Linked DNA regions of Astyanax mexicanus: region 2 is linked to region 1. The links are chromatin contacts, called in public Hi-C maps. All regions are on one chromosome and are shown on one strand. Each heading gives the region's core, a stretch centred on a gene start, on an enhancer-like site or on the middle of the called end of the contact. The rest is flanking DNA. Distances are from core to core; before and after follow the strand shown. Region 1 overlaps oxsr1b (oxidative stress responsive kinase 1b). Region 2 holds the start of oxsr1b (oxidative stress responsive kinase 1b).

The links. Hi-C and Micro-C count contacts between places; a contact is called where the count stands out from the background.
Region 2: a Hi-C map of blood shows a contact between it and region 1, with 2.8 times the contacts expected there. The contact joins the promoter of oxsr1b here to the enhancer-like site in region 1. A contact is called at or near these places in 2 of 3 Hi-C or Micro-C datasets (blood and muscle).

Annotation. Positions count from the first base shown.
Region 1 is chr1:94,963,103-94,965,715 of AstMex3_surface, forward strand. oxsr1b (oxidative stress responsive kinase 1b) reads right to left here. Exons shown (of 18, transcript XM_022683073.2): 8 at 2,564-2,613; 9 at 1,463-1,511; 10 at 741-806. Among protein-coding and RNA genes, the nearest start is that of slc22a13b, 20 kb to the left of the region's middle. Within about 2 kb of position 1,304, the one cell type or tissue checked has an H3K27ac peak away from gene starts, as active enhancers do.
Region 2 is chr1:95,034,883-95,037,495 of AstMex3_surface, forward strand. It overlaps oxsr1b (oxidative stress responsive kinase 1b), which reads right to left and starts at 1,291. Exons shown (of 18, transcript XM_022683073.2): 1 at 981-1,291. The coding sequence starts at 1,050.

The DNA of each region.
Region 1 (2,613 bases), core at 54-2,553:
GCACTTCCGTTTATTTACAATAAGTTTAGATTTACAGTATTTTCAACTGTGTGATTAGCAGCAGCACTAGCCGCAGTTAGCACAAAACGTTTAGGTAAGCCAGGGTGATATTATCTAACAATTCATCCCACGTAGCTTTTATTAACACGGTAAAAACGAAGGCTACAGTCCAATAAACTCACCTCTGAGCGGCGAAAGATCTTACTGCAATGTGCTTACTGCAATTAGCGGCTAATGGTAATACTGCTCCAGCCTTGGTGCTGGAGAAACTTCACTAAAACTCCTGTATAACGCTGTACTTCAGCAGAGTGGCTTTATTGTTCCTTACAACATGACTGGTAGAATTCATACATAAGACGCACTGAACTATAAGAGAAATTATTTATGGAAAATTAAAGGATTATAAGTGCTCCTTATAGTGTGACAAATACAGTAAACTCATCAAAAAAAATAATAGTTCAGTAGATACAGATACAGCATTTTAGTACTTAAGTACAGTTGTGAAGTAGTTCTACTACTTTGTTACTATAAATCTCTGATAACAAGACCTTGTAAGTCTGAATGGCTGCTGTGTTGACTGGTAGGAAAATACAAAAGAATACTGTAATCCCAGTACTGTAATAAAATCTATACTTCACTACAGCAAATTTCGCAACTGATCACAGATACCTTTCTTTATTCTTTATTTCCCTTAGCTAGAAGAGAAAGAAATTAAAACAAAGCCAACAACTTGGTCTCACCTTTTTCGACCTTTCTGATATTGTAGGTGCTTTCTGTAGGAGCTTCTCTTGTAGAAATTCATTATTCTACCAGAGGAAACAGGAATAGCAGTAAGGAATTAGTAACAAACAAAACATGTTATCAAAAACACAGCCTGAAAATAAAATAACAGTTTGTTCTTCATAGTTATAAGATATCAGTCTGACTGACTGTGACTCAAACATAAAAAAAATAGGTCTAGATGTGTAGATAAAAACTAATACAGCACATTATAGCACAGCTTTATCTGATTCTAACCACTGCTATTGGGTTACTGCTGTTTTAAATTAATTAATACGGATACCACTCTTGTGTTTACTATTGAATAGATTTTGTCAGATGTCATAACACAGCGAGATTCTTTGAATTTAGCTCATATGGGCCCTCTGGTGGCCTCCAGCAGTAATGGTTAATAATCAGAAGGAGCTGTACTAGCCGCTGAACACAGGAGTGCGCTCTGACACACAGTAGACTGGGCTCGCCCAAACTGCTGAAAGGGCACTCCGGGTGCTGGCGTGGAGCGTGTCAGGCGGCCGGAAGGGGCTCTGAGGCTGCTTATCCCTGCTTTTGTTCAGAAGCCCAGCGCTTGCCCAGTAATGACAGGAATGCTGGACTGACCTCAGCTCAGATTCACGTAAACTTGGGTAAACACATATGTACACACACAGAGCATCTCAACAAAATACAGAACAAAGTCTCTTACCTTCGCTTTCTGGAAGAATTTGTGTTTTAAAAGCTCTAATGATGTTGGCCTGGAAAGAAAAGAAAAGCAGAGAAGAAAGAAGAGCATGAAGACAGCTCTATTTATATTTATTTATGAGAATCACTGGGGGGGGAAAAAAGCAAATATCACAAATAAACAACATGGCCACTACCAACCTATTAGCACACAATAAACTACAGATTATTATGAGGATTAATTGAGCGTAAAAAAAAGCACAATGACAATTTTAGACGTTATTTTTGACCAGAAATTAAAAAAAAATAAAAATAAAATAAAATAAAATAAAAAAAACACTAGTCACCACCCTCCTAGTGTTGTGGAATCACTAGTGATGGGGTATATAAAGCTGACAGTTGTAGCAGCTAAATGGTTGGGACAATCAACCTAGCTAATTTGGGGAGAAAAATAAAAGAAATTTTGAAATAAATCTTAAACAAAATCTTAAAGAAAAAAACTGTCAAATCTAAATCTAAATTGTGCTCTAATAATGACACCATTTTTACATTTTTTTGCATAACTTCTGATAGTTTTAAAGGGTAATGCAGCACGACATAATAATAAGTGATTTACCCTCATTCCTTAAGATATTCATGTACGTATTTCTTGCCATTTGTGATATTTATCCATTTTTCCAATTTCCTAAATGATATCCTCATCATTATATGCTGGAACTTTTGCCAGTTCAGTGAATCCCTTCAGAGAACGTCCAAGAATATAAAGTCTGAGACAGAAGGAACACAGAATCTGTTTTTTTTCCAATATATGCTGATGAACACTCAGCCAAACTTGCTGAAAATTACAATGGGACCGCAGGGCATGTGCCATGTATCATACAACATTTGGAATAAATAAATAAATAGTAATCAGTACAGCAAAATACTTTCTGTCGAGTGCATCCTCACAAAGAAATATAAATACAAATCTACCTTATTCAACTTACCACATTAAATCATCATGAAACTATGTAAAACAGTCTCTGTTGCACTTTCTATTAAACGACTTCATGAGCAATGCCTTTTAATTTAAATTTATATCAACATACACACTCTGAGAGGAAACAAAAGCTTCTCATTCAGTCACCTTTTCTCTGGATCCTTCTGCAAACACAGCGAGACCATCTTCCTCAGGGA
Region 2 (2,613 bases), core at 41-2,540, 72 kb after region 1:
ATTTCATTGAGCTGACACACCTGAACCAACTCCTCATTTCATTATCTACCAAACCCTTCCTGAGGTAAAAATGGGTGTGTTAGCTACATAACCTACAGCAATGAGACACTAAAATGTGAAGTAGTCTAGAGCTAGCTTAGATAAACTAGTTATATAGCTTGCTAGTGAACGCACAAGTGCTGTGTCGTAAACCGCACACCAACACACTAACCTTGCTAAAGTTAAATAGTGTCAAAAATAGTACACACGCATTACAAGTGCATGAGTTACTACAGTAGTTATCTATCTAACGTCATGTGTAGTCTAAAGCTAAAGTAGTAGTGATGTATGTGTGTGAACGCAGCCTAGCACTTGAAAAGTGGTTAAAATGTGAGGTTTATAGGTTTGTCACCCTCTCTCACTGTCTAGAGAACCAGAATACGGGAAGTGCAAGTCTTGATTTATAAGATATTCAGGCATAAACACGTCAAATAAACCTAAACATGATTTATTTTAGGATAGTGGCTCACTAGTTAGCTATGTAGTCTGCGGGTTGCTAAGCTAGTTAGCTAAAGCTAGCTAACAGCGGCTACAACTCTTTTTAGAGAGAGTTTTAGGCTAATTTGGAGGGAATGAAGCGCAAAACAAGCTATAAAGAAGACAGAACATATTAATAACACATTATCTCACAGCTACATATCTTTACATTATAATACACACAGACCCTGCCCTGAAATATACATAGCCTAGCTAGCTGTTTAAACATATCTGACTGTCTGGGCGGCAGCAGTGCTGCAAGACCTCCCCAGCGCTAGCTTAGCTTTTAGCTTAGCCAGCAGGCTAGGCTAACACAGCCAGACACAGGCAGACAGAGAGACAGACAGGGGCAGAACCGCCTTGGCTGAGCTAAAACACCCACCCACAGAATCCCCCTCACCGCCGGGCTTTACCCCTAAAGAACAGAGGTGTAAATGTCCCCAGAAGCCGCAGCAGACACTTACCGATCACCTCCTGCAGCTCGTAGTCATCCTTGCAGATGGACCAGGGTTGGGAGCTCAGGTCCTCCGACATGGCTGTGGCTCTAACCGCGCTTCTCTCTGCTCAAACCCCGCGCACTCCCCGCTCTCCGCCTGCTCTCCGGAAACTGATCCAAAACAACAAGAAACCAGAAAAATCCACGCGCAGGCCGCCGTCCACACCGACTGACGGTACCGATCCCATACAGCTCCTGCTACTATATCATTCCCAAAGTTTGCCACCAGCGGCCCCCGCCTTCACATTCCTGCGGAGCCCCGGGGCGGAGAGACAGCGCCGCCATGCTGAGAGGGGAAGGGCGCGTCTTAAACCGAGCAGCCCGGCCCCCGCTCAGTACATTACTCTACCATACTACTAATATGTTTAATAAAGCATTAAAAACCTAAAATTCTTTTACTTAATAAAGCGTTCCCTTCGTTTAGAGGGGGCTAGATGCTTAATTTATGGGGACATATTATAAAACTGAATGAATTGAATTAAAAAATAGGTAACAATTAAAAGAAGAGGACAATTAATTAAATTGATGAAAACGATTTGTAAAAATAGATAACAATTTATTAAAATGAGAAAATATATTTTCAATGACGAGAAGGATTTATTAAGTTGATTTATTAAAATGAGAGAAGGGTTTTCAAAACTACAGAAAAAATTATAAATTGAGAGAACAACTTTTTACTACAAACAATTATAACATTTTAGGAACAATTTATTTAAATTGAGAGAACTTTTTTTTAATTAAAAGAATATATTTTTAAACTAAGGGAACAATTTCTTGAATTAAAAGAATAGTTTTTTTAAACCAAAGAAACATTGTTTTAATTGAGAGAATAGATTTTTAAACAAAGATAACAACTTTTGAAATGAGAGATGAAAGATTTTTAAACTAACGGAACAATTTATTGTATTAAAAGAATATTTTTTTTAACTAAAGAAACATTGTGTTCAATTGACAGAATAGATTTTTAAACAAAGATAATTTTTTAATTTAGAGAAAAGATTTTTAAACTAAGGGGAACAATTTATTTAATTGAGAGAATAGATTTTTAAACTCAAAGAAAACATTTAATTGAGAGAATATATTTATGGAGAGATTTAAAAGAAAAAAAGGGAACAATTAGTTAAACTGAGGGGTGCTTCTTTAATAAAGGGAATGATTTATTAAACAGAGTGAACGATTTAATAAACTAAGGGAATAAATTAAGACTCTAAACAAGACTCTATTCATACCTCCTGTCCGGAAGTGTAACTCCATCTTTAAACCACCACTAAAGGATCACTAGTTCTAACGTGAGACAAGTTATTAAATTACTGTTGTGTCATTTATGTTACTTCTGGATTTTAGCATAGTAAGAACAGTAAGATTATGAGCGACTTGTGAAATTGTGGTGGCCGGAGACTGGGTCAGAACATCTAAAAGCAGGTCTGGTGGGGGTGATCCCTGAATGCTGTTTGGAACCTAATAAAATTCTAGTGCAGTCTGGTGAGAGAAGCTCAAAGAGAGGGAGAAGTGTCGCAGATACAACCTAACGATTACCACTGCCACTGCCAGAGTTGTCATGTTTGCAGTTTTCCCGCCAAATTGGGCTTGTTTGAAAATAC